2 separate regions of the Ovis aries genome follow, and region 1 is linked to region 2. The links are chromatin contacts, called in public Hi-C maps. All regions are on one chromosome and are shown on one strand. The core of a region is the stretch at or near the end of the contact, and the rest is flanking DNA. Distances in the headings are between cores, read along the strand shown.

What was found. A called contact is a pair of places that touch in the nucleus more often than the background predicts.
Region 1: a Hi-C map of liver shows a contact between it and region 2, with 5 times the contacts expected there. The contact joins two enhancer-like sites. A contact is called at or near these places in 5 of 16 Hi-C or Micro-C datasets (blood, liver, skin fibroblasts and 1 more).

Annotation. Positions count from the first base shown.
Region 1 is chr1:173,689,543-173,696,872 of ARS-UI_Ramb_v3.0, reverse strand. No RefSeq gene overlaps it. Among named protein-coding and RNA genes, the nearest start is that of CD47, 140 kb to the left of the region's middle. Within about 2 kb of position 1,267, at least 15 of the 54 cell types and tissues checked have an H3K27ac peak or open chromatin away from gene starts, as enhancers often do. A contact at or near this core is called in liver, where this site is marked.
Region 2 is chr1:173,642,489-173,649,063 of ARS-UI_Ramb_v3.0, reverse strand. LOC132659969 (a long non-coding RNA gene) reads right to left here. Exons shown (of 3, transcript XR_009601082.1): 2 at 3,017-3,107; 3 at 1-2,028. Among named protein-coding and RNA genes, the nearest start is that of CD47, 180 kb to the left of the region's middle. Within about 2 kb of position 2,818, at least 28 of the 54 cell types and tissues checked have an H3K27ac peak or open chromatin away from gene starts, as enhancers often do. A contact at or near this core is called in liver, where this site is marked.

The sequences.
Region 1 (7,330 bases), core at 18-2,517, 49 kb before region 2:
TCTCGGTGTTTTCCTGCTAGCTTAATTATTACCATCCTCCTAGTGGGAAAAAGGGAGAAAAAAAGCCTAGGGAACGCAGTGCAGGGACCTGGTAGCCCCAGCGATATGCAAATCACTTAGCAATATACAAATGACTTCAAGGAAGTCCAGTAAGCCTTCCTGGATCAAATCGTCTCCATTTCTGTGGCTTATTATGAAAAGAGAGTCACTTTTTGCCATCACTTGTCCTTTTGCTCTCCCCCATCCTTTCCAGAGTTTGCATCCACGCATGCCCACACTCACATGCACACACAGATTCACTTTAAAATCCAATTTTCCCTCTCCCTGTAAGTTCCAAAAGAGGATGTGCTTTTGTCAACACTAGAAAGGACTTTCAGAAAGATTTTGTAAAATACTGTGTTGAAGAAGAAGAAAAGACTGCAGAGATGCATAAAATGAAATCTACAATCCGGGTGAATCGGATGAGTGTCGATGCTATAGAGATTGAAACACTCAGAAAAACAGTTGAGGACTATTTGAAATGCAAATTTCAAATACATGTTATAATTACAAGTTCAGCTCGGCAGTTTACAAAACAGAGGCACTTTGTTCATTTTCATCCCATCCAGGAGATGTATATCAACTGTCAACTGCTGGACATTTGAAAACGGTTTCTGACATCATTCATTGAAGATTTCCCTAAGGCCTAGGATCGTGAGTCTGAGAAGAGATTCGGCAAAGGAAAGAAAGAGAATGCTTTCACTCCCACACATCTTTGTTTAAGTGCACACTGCCTTTGATCATAATCTACTGACAGTGTTTATGGAAAAATGATGTTAATCATACTTTTATCCTGGGAAACATTTCAGCCCTATAGACAAAGAATGAGCCTGTCAGAGAACAGCTGAGCTCTGTCTCTGTCATCCATCCCCACTCAATCCCTGTGTGTCCCCCAATCACTATTATTCCAAATTCCGAATATTCTAATTAATTCTGATCTCTACCTCTAGTAGAGATCACAGATTTCAAGAGTGAAACAATGCTTGTGGAGACTATCAGGGAAGCTTTTAGGTGACAATCTCTTGCTTCGTGCTCTGGTGAGAGGACATTCATATTTGTAGGGGGCACAGCTCTCCTTTCTCCACTCAGTGGACAGTGCTGCCCAAGACGCAGAGGGGAGAGGAAGTTTCTCAGATCTTCTCTGGGCTCCTCCAACTCCTCTGGGACAAGCCTGGAAGAAGAAAGTTCCAGCAGCCCCACTGACTTCCCGCACAAGGGCAGACATGAGCAGAGAAAGTCCTGCACTTTACACAAAGCCCAAGTCCTGCATTTCTATAAAACATGCAGTGACTGAGCAGCGTACAAAGGACAGTTAGCTCTGTAAACAGAAAAGACATTTCTGGCAGGGCTTGTTGTTGCTGTTTAGTTCTCTCGGACTCTTAGCAACCCCATGGACTGTAACCCACCAGGCTCCTCTGTCCATGGGATTCTCCCCACAAGAATGCTGGAGTGGGTTTCTATTTCCTTCTCCAAGAGATCTTTCCAACCCAGGGATCAACCCACATTTCCTGCATTGACAGGTGGATTCTTTACCACTGAGCCACCAGGGAAGCCCCTCTGGTAGGACCGCCTCTGTGCAAAGTATCAAAGTATTAAAAGTTTACTTCTCTGGGTCATGGCTTTTCCTAACTACACCCCACACCCCCCACACCCCAAATTGCCCTTTCCTCCTGGTGGGAAAATCCCCCACCAGGCAGGTTCACTGCTGGTAAGGACAACTAGGGTGTGGTTCAGATCTCACTCGTCCCCTGGGCCTGGTGCCCAGGTGGTGGTTCTGATTTGCTGATTTGCCCTGGGATTGGATTGAGAGTATTCTGTGCAATGAGGGTGAGCAGTGTGAGTGGAGTCACAGTTGGTCAGTCACAGGGTGGAGAAATGAGAGGCAGACTTCGAAACCCTGGGCCAACCCAGAATTTCTGCAGGTAGAGCCAGGAAGGCATAGAGCTGCACAGAGGATATGTCACTCTACCCATCTCAGAATATGCAGTTGTAGCTCAGAAGGTTTTAGGGATGGAGTATTGCAAATCCTGCAGCCTCAGCTGTCAGAAGAGGTTCCAGACAATGATCACAGGTGCCTGAAGTATTCTTCTGCCTTAGAGGTAAGAGCAGCTCAGGAAGCTTGCCCAGTCACACCCTGGCAGGCTTCCTTGCTGCCACTGTCTAGCAGCTAAGAACCCAAGCCCCTGGTGCCCTTTTCCACTTGTTCGGCAAATACTTCAGTTCAGTTCAGTTCAGTCACTCAGTCGTGTCCAACTCTTTGCGACCCCATGAATCGCAGCATGCCAGGTCTCCCTGTCCATCACCAACTCCCAGAATTCACTCAGACTCACGTCCGTCGAGTCAGTGATGCCATCCAGCCATCTTATCCTGGGTCGTCCCCTTCTCCTCCTGCCCCCAATCCCTCCCAGCATCAGAGTCTTTTCCAATGAGTCAACTCTTGGCATGAGGTGGCCAAAGTACTGGAGTTTCAGCTTTAGCATCATTCCTTCCAATAGTGAATGCATAGAATGTGCCAGGCACTGTGTTATGTGTTGGGGAGATAGTGCTGAGTAAGGAAGAAATCTACCCTGTCCTTCTGGAGTTTTAATGTCTAGTAAGGGAGACAGATGCAAAATAAATAATTCTAGTGAAAGTGAAGTTGCTCAGTTGTGTCTGACTCTTTGTGACCCCATGGACTGTAGCCTACCAGGTTCCTCCGTCCATGGGATTTTCCAGGCAAGAATACTGAAACGGGTTGCTATTTCCTTTTCCAGGAGATCTTCCCGACCGAGGGATTGAACCTGGGTCTCCTACGTTGTAGGCAGATACTTTACTGTCTGAGTCACCAGGGTTAATAATTCTAGTAGTTCCTTTTAATTGAGAAATGAGCTTTAGTGCAAGGCTGTCATACACTAAGGGCTTGGCCAAGCACAGGGTTCTTGACAAGCTTTTTAAGAAATTCAGACTTAGTTTGGACAATTGCAAGAGAACATGTAGAGTCAGAAAGACTGGGAAAACCATCTGGTAACCCCACCCTTCATGTACAGATGAGTGATTCACATACATAGTCAAAGGGAAATTTGCCCATGTCGCAAGGCTTCTTGAGCCACAAATTAGAAATTGAGAATATGTAGTAAACCACATATGGAAGAATATGAGTGTGGACCCCAGCATAGCCTTCAGAATTATTTTAGTAGATGACAAGGAGTTGTGGGGGAAGAAAGTCCCACATCACAGCGACCCTGGCTTTGATTTTAGAAATTGTTCATATATTCAACGTTGGTATATACACTCAGCCAAAGTCCTGGGAGTTCCCTCCAAAAAAATGGTGAAACTGCATGATAATGACCTGACTCACAAGTTGCAGGAAGCTGTCCAGTATCTCCACCCACACCCTTGTTCAACTCCTCCGCGAAAGCCGCATTTCTGGGAAAGCAGATTTCTTGGTGTCACAATGGTAGATCTCCTCTTTGCCCCCTCTTTCTAGGAGACACAAAACTCTCCCTCAGGCAAAGTAAACAGGAAAGAATGTCTTGTTTCAATCAGGCTAGATTCTAACTAATTTAGAGAAAGATATTACCAGTGAGTATCCAATTCAGTCACTCAGTTGTGTCTGACTCTGTGACCCCACGGACTGCAGCACGCCAGGCTTCCCTGTCCATCACCAACTTCTGGAGCTTACTTCAACTCATGTCCATCAAGTCAGTGATGCCATCCATCTCATCCTCTGTCATCCCTTTCTCCTCCCACCTTCAATCTTTCCCAGCATCAGGGTCTTTTCCAATGAGTCAGTTATTCTCAACAGGTGGCCAATGTATTGGAGTTTCAGCATCAATATCACTCCTTCCAATGAACACCCAGGACTGATCTTCTTTGTGATGGACTGGTTGGATCTCCTTGCAGTCCAAGGGACTCTCAAGAGTCTTCTCCAACACCACAGTTCAAAAGCATCAATTCTTTGGCACTCAGCTTTCTTTGTAGTCCAACTCTCACAGTCATACATGACTACTGGAAAAACCATAGCTTTGACTAGATGGACCTTTGTTGGCAAAGTAATGTCTCTGCTTTTTAATATGCTGTCTAGGTTGGTCATAGCTTTTACTCCAAGGAGCAAGCATCTTTTAATTTCATGGCTGCATTCACCGTCTGCAGTGATTTTGGAGCCCCCCAAATAAAGTCTGTCTCTTATTTCCATTATTTCCCCATCTATTTGCCATGAAGTGATGGGACCAGATGCCATGATCTTAGTTTTCTGAATGTTGAATTTTAAGCCAACTTTTTCACTCTCCTCTTTCACTTTCATCAAGAGGCTCTTTAGTTCTTCTTCACATTCTGCCATAAGGGCGGTGTCGTCTGCATATCTGAGATTATTGGTTTTTCTCCCAGCAATTTTGATTCCAGCTTTTGATTCATCCACAGCCCGGGATTTTGCATGATATACTCTGCATATAAGTTAAATAAGCAGGGTGACAATATACAGTCTTGACATAGTCCTTTCCCAATTTGGAACCAGTCTAACTGTTGTTTCTTGACCTGCATACAGATTTCTCTGGAGACGGGTAAGGTTTTCTGATCTGGGTGAGTATCCAGGGTGTCTGAAACAAATATCTGCTTTGTGAGGACTCTGCACCATCCAAGGGGTCTGGGGTCACCAGGCAGCCTGGGAAATCCACTTGTGGGCTGGTTTGCTGCAGCTAATGGGAAACTGTGCAAGCTTGCTCCCTTGATGGTTTCCAGAGACCACTCATTAGGCTGAGTAGTTATGTGAGTGCAGTATTTTCAAGAGAGGATTTAAGTTGAACACTGGTAGGACTGTTTGAAAACACTTTTAATGTAGTGGTTAAAATTAGATGATGTTACAATCCCAGTGAAACTTATGCTGGTAGGAATGATTTAAATATTTTAAGCATTTAAATTGTTTAGGCTGTAAAGTTTGCGTATTGAAATGGTGTGACTTTGGTCCATCTTGCCCTGCAGTCACCCTCTGGCTCAGTCTCATAGGTGAGCTGGGTGTCACAGTTTCACTCCAGCAAAGGAGATCCTAACCCATGGCTGTTGAAAGAAAAGGATCTGAAGGAAAATGGCTCACAGTTCTGTCTCCTGTGTTCTCTAGGATCCAGCTGACCACTCAGATACTTTGATGCCATTGAGGGAACTCAAGCAAAGAGCCAACCTCTTCTCTGTCTTCTCTCCAGTCATCCATGAACCTGTTCATGATCTAACAAGTTGGTGGCAATAAACTTTTGCTTGAGAATGGCTTTCCTGTTAGGAATTTTATATTCCTTTCCTGCATGGACTTTGCTTAATGGCACAGCTGGAGTGAAAAGAATCACGAAGCTAATGCTGGGGCACACAGACTCCAATTAGAAAAGTGAATGATTTTAAAATAGGCAATAAAGATTACTGGGTGTCCAGTCAAGGGCTCAGCTCCCTATTTAATCATCTTTGAGCTATTTTACAATTATTTAAGTTGCAGAAAACTGATGAAAATACAAATGATTTTTATCCAGAGAAATACAGACAAATTGTGTCCACTTGAATGCAACTGATTATCGCTGATGGATCATCATCAGTTTTTCAACTATTCATTTCAGTATTTCTGTTTGTACATCTATATGTCTACATATAGATATCTGCTCCGAATTCTCCTTTGAACCAACTGTATCATCTTATTGAGTTTCTCATTAATTAATGACTTAAATAAAATCTTTGGCATGTGTTCACTTTATATTTGTATGAGCATCACAATTAACCTATCCAAAAACATTAGCCTGTAAAGTAAAGGTAAGCTCTGTCTCATGCAGTATAGTTGTAGAAATATTTCTTACTGTTGACCATGATGATTATAAAGGAGGAAAGGATAACAAGTTCACCCCTATAAACTACTTAAGATTGCTGCCAAAACTCAGCCTCTGTACAGTGGTGCTGAATTGAATCTTGGAGACAGAGTTTTGGGTAAAGTAGAAAAGAATAACTTTACAGTAATTCCCCTACGTATGAACCTTCAAGCTTCAAACTTTCAAAGATGTGAATGTGCATTCACATGTCCAATCACGTAAGCTAGTTCACATGTCTGGCATCACACGCCTGCATCTCTGCAAGTGGTCGTGCTTTTAGGTACTTCACAGTACTGTAAAGAGTACAGTAGTACAGTATCTTTATTTCAAGCTCAAGATATGCAGAAGCAAACATAAAAACAGCAGCGATGTAACTGGTACTGCTCAGATTTGAGAAGCAGTAATGATGGAAACAAAAGTGTAAATTGAGCGGAGCAAGGCAAAAAGATGGTAGACATCGCTTGTTCTTATAACATGAATCATTCAACCATCAGCACAATTCTAAAGAACAGGAACAAGATGATGGAACATGTGAAGTCTGCTGTGTCAGTGATGTCAAAGGTAATATTGCAGAAGCATGGAAAAAGTGATGGAGGAGATGGAGAAACTTAGGGTGTACATGCAGGATCAGCATCAGTGTTGTGTCCCTCTCAGCTTAATGCTGATTTAAGAGAAAGCTATGATGATATGAAGAAGAAACACAGTGAAGAACCAGAGGGTGCATCTTTTAATGCCATCCATGACTGGTTTCATTGGTTGGAGGTTAGAGCCAAACTTCACAGTGTAAAAGTGGGGAGGCAGTGAATACAGATACAGTAGCTGCCCGGGACTTCTGAAATGCTTCAAGAAATTATTGATGAAGGTGTTCTTTACCCAAGCAGATTTTTAATGTGGCTGAGACAGGACTGTACTGGAAGAAGATGTCAGACCAATGTTATATCAGTAAGGAGGAAAAGTTGATGCCAGGCTATAAAGCAACAAAGGACAAGTTAACTCTGATGTTTGGTGGTAATGCTTCCAGCAGCTGAAGCCTCTCTTAGTTTACCATTTGGAGAACCCAAGAGCCCTAAAGAACATAGCCAAGGGGTCTCTTCATATTGTGTCAAACAGCAACCCCAAAACCTGGGTTACACAGGCCATTTTCCAGAACTAGTTTTTCTACCACTTTATCCCAGAGATACAGAAATATTGCTTGAAGAAGGATGTCCCATCAACATTCTTTTGCTGCTCAACAATGCTTCAGGCCACCCTCTATTCATGGGTGACTTTCATTCCAACATCAAAATTGTGCGTCTGCCACTGAATACTACATCACGCATCCAAATTATGGACCAGGAGTTAAAGTGCCTTTCAAGAAATATTATTCATGTCACACTTCTTGTCAGGCAGCAAAGGCAAACGACAAGTCAGAACAACCTTTTGACCATTTTGGGAGGACTATAACGTCTCCAGTGGCCTTGTAGATGTTATAGTCC
Region 2 (6,575 bases), core at 1,569-4,068:
TGCTGTCTCTGTGTCTTTTCTTTCCCTTTCACTTCTGCTAATAAATTGATTTTGTTCTCTTAGAACCTCAGTCAGTATCATAGCCTCTCCAGCTTCTCCCCACATCAAGGCATTTCTATATCCGCTCTCACCACTGTCTTATTCTTTAGGAATTTCCTAGCTCAAATTCCCAGGAAATTTTCTGGGGTCAAAGTGGATTGTCTATGTTTGGGTAACATCATGTTCTTGTTCACTGATTGACCACTGGTATGAAGAAAAGCTCATCTCTTAGCAATCAACACTGGAAGGAAAAGGCAGCCATGATTGGACAGCTATATATTCACCAGTAGAGTCCAATGCAGATGTCGACCTCCAAAGAACCGTGGTGTGCATCAATTAAAATAGAAAAGTCAAAAGTATTGTAAAATATTAAGTTATCTAAGAAGATGCGATATCATGTTTTAAACATACAGAGTACCCACATATTCACTTGCTAAATACCAATATATCAAGTTAGGATTTCTCAGGTGGTGCTAGTGGTAAAGAACCTGCCTGCCAATGTAAGACACATTCAATTCCCACCTTGAGAAGATCCCTTGGAGGACTGCATGGCAACCCACTCCAGTATTCTTGCCTGGAGAATCCCATGGACAGATGAACCCGGCAGACTATAGTCCATAGGGTCACAAAAAGCTGGACGTGACTGAAGCGACTTAGCATGCATGCATGCATATCCAGTTAACATCCTTGCTAATTAATCTAGCAAATTGGTATTTGCTGATTGATGTTTTGTTTCCATGAACGATTATTGCGACTGCTCTTCCCTGACATCCAGCTACATGCTAGCTATGTTAGGTCCTCTAAGCATTGAGACTGACTCTTTCAAATGTCAAGCAATTAGATGTTCAAATCATGCCATGCTGACTAATATATAGATTATAGCATTATATTTTCTTGGATTCTGTTTAAAAAGGGGGAAACTCAGAAATTATTCTTTGTTCAATAATAGTCTTGAAAGGCATCTGTTTCTAACTGCATGTTGTATGTACTCAAATCTGTATTGAAAAATTACACTGTAAATGTTTTGTAGGCTTTTTCTTTTTCAGTCATTTCAGTCTCTCACCGTCTCTCACTTCTTAATCAATTCCTCTTTTCTCAACACAGACTGCCTTGCCATCGAGCTATCAACTAATAATTTTCTAGAACTCAAAATGAAAAGAAAAACCTAACCAAACAAATAAACAAGAGTAAAGCTTCAGGATCCTTTGTACCTGAACAATTATGCTAAGGCATCCAGCTAGCCCTCTGCACATGGTGGGTTGAATTCAAATGGACACCTGAGATAGTGATTTTTTTCTAACTTAATAATTTTTTAAAAATCCAAAATGAATTTCCTTTTCCTTGTCTTCAGGAAAGCCTGCAAATACCAAATCCTCTATGAGAGAGATTTAATTTCGCTTTTGGTCTATGACACAGCACAATTATCTGTGGATGTTTAAAGAAAATTCACAAAGCAGAATGCGCTTAGTTCACACCAGATAAAGCCCCTATGAAATGATGCCATGGTTGGCGTCATCTGTTGACATTCATGCATGATTCAGCACCTCTAGACAACGATTTGGAGGAAATCTGCCTCTCCATTACAAGCCAGGCTCTGCCCTTTTGCTGGAAATTGAAAGGATCAAAATTTTCAGCTTTTAAGACTGTCTACCTCCTGTGACAGCTAGCACCCAGGAGCAATCCAGAGCCTCTTTCTGGTGTTTTCTCTACATGCCGTCCAGCACACGGTAGACAGGAGGCATCCAGGTGATTGACAGATATCTCGCTTGTCCTCTTGCTGCTTTTGCATCTGTTGATACAGCCCCTGTGTTTATATGTGTGATTAGGCTGAGGCTTTCTGGGTCAGCCACCCACGGATTGTATCAAAAATAATCAATCTTATTTGACTGTCTTAACATTTTGGCTATTTTAGTTGTTAAGGCAACCAGATCTGATGAAGTATTCACTCATCAATTTGATGTTCAGCAATCGTCTGTCATGGTTCTGAAGCTGGAGGGAAAATAAAAATAAAAATCAACTGTCAAAACAGTCAATCCAAAACAATCAATCCAATCATGAATTTCCCTGACACCAGAGACCATTGTTTCCCCTTTCCCTTATTTTGCCTCCTCCTTCGCCTCCTCCTCTTCTCCTGAGATCTGTGCCTCCCACAGATTCTTTCCTCTAGTGAAGCTGATGAACAGCAGAGAAGGGAGATATTTTATGTTCACAAAGGCTTACATTTTCCTAAAAGGTTTCCCTTTACTTGGTTTTGATGTTTGATAATTTTCGGCTAAATTATCCTAAAAGGTCCTAAAAGGATGGATACATTAAATGTATGGCAAATGTTACTCTGAATGGAGAATTTCAGGAGAAATGTCCTTTGCTTTCTCTTTCAAGATGAATTTCCCTTTTTGGGGAGCGCAGCTCCAAAGTCAGCCACAGGCAGCTGGCTTACACAGTCCCTTCCTGTCCCCTGAGTCTGTTCCAACCTCCTTGGAACAGAAGAGCTCCGAGTCTGGCCCTGGTGTGGGATGTGGCTGGCTTTCCAAGTTGGAAAATGTGTTAGTAATTACTTTTTACTGCTGTCTCCGTTTGAATTTCCAGACTTCTGCCCCCTCTCCCAGCCTGCGTTTCTCCACCCAGCTTCCTACCTCATTCTGGCTGCTAATTTAACCCTGGCTCCCTTCCTCCAGAAACATTTGACCTTGTGCAAGAACTTGGCATCAATTTCTCTCCTCTGCTGGACTAGGGCAATTAGCATCAGCAGGCAACCCTGCCAGACCGCCTGCCTGTTGTCCTCTGGGCTCTGCCTGGTACAATAGCAGGCCTCTGTTTCCGGGCAAAAGGGCAGTGGCCACTAGTTGCATTTGCCAGGAGACATTTTCCAACATTTTGCTTCAAGATGTTGTTACCAGGGATATGGACTAAGCCCAATTAGCTTGCTTAGTGAAGTAACCTATGGGGAAAAAATGTAGAAACATCGAAATCTCCTTACCTCAAATATTCCTGCTTTAGATTTGAAAGAATTCTCTTGGTTTCTCCTATCAAGAAAGGTTATTCTATGTTGATTGATGACCTGGAAAGGGCTATAAAGAAAGTAAGAGTTGTTTTACTTGTTTAAGAGAACAAACTTCGCAATCACTTAAGAAATGCCCATTTCTTCCTTTTGTTGATAAGTTGATTGCATACCATTTTAATCTCCCCATTAATTAAGTCCCCAAGAACAATTACAGGGTAGAGTTTCATAACTGAAAGAAGAACATATAGGTACTTGAGAAAAATGCTACTTCAGTTTCTTAAAAATCATCCACAATTCCATATTCTCACTAATTCCTTATTCTCACTAACATGAATGAGTGGGTTTCATGTTATATGTCTGTGAATGTATATCCTTAAAGTGTATAGAACAGAATTATCTTTGTAAAATACCTTGGGTTATAGAGATTCATTTTAGAGCTAGAAATTGGTTGAGGAGAGATTGGGATAGAAATTACAAATGGGGACATGGACTCTACTCATTATGATAAACATTCTATATCACTCAGACTATGAAATGTGAATTACATAGTACAAATATTCATATACATACCTACATGTGTGTGTATGTATATAACATACATGTATAAAATGCATAGTATGAAATGAAACTCTGAGTAAGCCATTCTATCCCTCTATTTATTGGGCAGGAGGAGGTATCAACTGCAGGGGTCTAAGTGACAAGACCTCTATGTCTTAGGAGATGAACGTCCAGAGACGGGTATCCTCCATATTGTTTCCACTTCCCAGAGGAAGGAAATTGAGACTGTTTTTCTCACAGTGTCCTTTTCCCTGCCCCCACATCAGAGGGCTAGTACCTTAATTAAATTCGAGTGTTCAGTAATGACGTTCACTACATACATCCAAAAAGAGCTTGTGAGAGCAAGAACACATGCTCTGAAACCAAAGCCTTGGCTTTAGCTGTGAAACTGTCAAAGTATGACAGCATAAGGTAAAAAGTTGACTCTCGTGCAAACATACAAAGAGCACATGTCAAAATTCATTTAATTTATTAATGAAGGAAGCATTAGGATTATAATACTGGTTCAAAAATTGGAAAGATTGAATGCATAGCTATAGATAGATAGATGGGAAGGAAGGAAGGATACAAGGAGAGGAGGAAGAAATGTGTCTCCATGGAATTATATTTTCTACTGGACAAAAATAATTCGCATTGTTATCAGACAAAAATCTACAAGTTAACCTAGAATTTCACAGAGTTTAGGACTAATGAATACTAAGTAGTAAGGTAAACAAAGGTACATTCTGTAAGAGAATTAACAATCTGTAGGCTCCAATTAGGTAAAGCTCCTGTATAATGTTGAAAGGATACATAGGACTCTTTTTGCCTTATTTTCACATTTAGGATAATTTTTTTTAACAACATGTAAGGCAAATTACCTCAAATCTCTCTGAACTTCAATGCTTTTATTTGAAAAGTGGGACTAACAATATCTACCTTATGGGGTTGTTGCAGGATTTAAATGAAATTGTATATCTAAGGCACCTCCCACAACATGGCATACATGGTAATTACCTTCCCTCCAAGTAGTCCTTTAATTCATATTATCTGACATCATGCCGTGCAGATCTCTTTAAATTGGCACCTCCTTGTATTACCAAAATATTGGTAATTGATGGTTATAATGATGATCTTGAGACTCTTTGCAGCCTTCTATACCATTACAGATAAAATTATGTGCTCAGCATAGTATTAATGTTAGCTGCAATTTATTAAGTTTCACTTTTTAAAGTCATTATCCATGGAATCTAACTCCATTAAAACAAAATAACCAGTTAACCAAAGCTATATTTTCCAGATTATTAAGCATAAAGAAAAATTTTACCAATTATTTTTACTTGGAATAATTATTTGAATCCAGAGGTGCCTGTGTTAAGCGGTAGATTTGAACAAACACCTTCTAACTTTTCTTCCAACTTCAAGATTTTATAATAAGTTGAAAAGTACACTTGAGAAAAAATATCACACAGAAGGAGAAAGTTTGTATATTTTAGTTCTCAGAAAAAAAGAACACAATTGTATACTAAAAATAATGACTGTAGGGATGCATTTTTATTTCTTTTAAAACATGTAATTAAAACATGTAATAGGCAATTTCAAATATATAGAAAATAACAAAATGCTCAGGTACCCAAGTCAATATTTATCACATCTTAATATTTATCCATGTCTCCTTGAGACAGAAAAAAGTAAGCTATAGCTAGATTTCTCTTTCATCCTCACCTCTCTTCCTTCCCCCATCTTCCATCCCCCAAAGGTCACTGTTATCCTAAAGTTGATCTATATCCGTATGGTACTGTTACGCACTCAAAACACTTGATAGCATTATTTTGTGAAATTTTAGGCTTTACTTAAATGACATCATATGCTATATGACGATTTGCAACATCTTTTGTCCACTCACCATTAGGTTCTTTAACTTTATCTGTGCAGATATATCTAGCCTATTTTACTTTGTATTCCAAAATGTAATTATTCTGTAATTTGTTGAACCACTTCTGTACTGAGTTATTATCTCCAATTTTTTGCTGGAACAACTCTGCAAAGCTGTTTTTGTAGACACAAAGAATGTCCTATAGGAAAGGTGTACCTTTTGCTGTGGTGTGGCCAAATTGCCCTCTGAAAGAATAATACTGATTTATATCTTGGCTAGCATGAAATTTCATATGATTATGGTCATTTGATTTTCCTTTTCAGTAAAGTGCCTGTTCATAATCTGTGCCCATTTTCTAATGGAGTGCTTCTTTTTTCATGTTGATTTTGTAAGTGTGTGTGTACGCGTGCTTTGCATGTTTTATAATTCTTTGAGGTTATATGCATTAAAGATATTTCCTCCTAGTACTGGTTTGTATTTTCAATCAACTTATGGAATATATATTCTTTTCACTTGAATGTAGTCCATTTTCCACTCTTAAGAGGTAGTGTACAGAGCAGTGACTCTAGCATAGATCTTGACTATCTAGGATCATCTCACACCTCTGCTGCTTAGCACACAGGTTAAGGAAGTGAACAGCCTCTTCAGGCCTCGGTCTTTTATGAAGATCATGTTAATAATGGCCCTTGATCTTCATAAAAGACTGAGGACTGGAGAGACTGTTCACTTCCTTAACCTGTGTGCTAAGCGGCAAAGGTGTGACCTAGGGTTTTCATGAGGATTACACAAATTAGCATATGTAAGGTACTCAAAATATTGTATACAAATAGAATAGCATAACAAATACTGGCTTATTGTTATTATATTACTTTGTAGTGTGCATTTTTATGTCTCATTTAAGAAATATTTATCTGCCCTGATAGAAAAAATATTATCTTAAATTTTTCATTCAAAGTTTTTAAATGTTGCTTCTCTGCTGATACTTCTGGAATTTTTTTTTAAAGCATGGGATGGGTAGGAAATGTATTTTTTCTCACAAAAATAGCCATTTTAAAGCAGTACGTATGGATAGCTTATCTTTTTCTCATAATGCTACCTCCGTCATGTATATCTCAAATATTT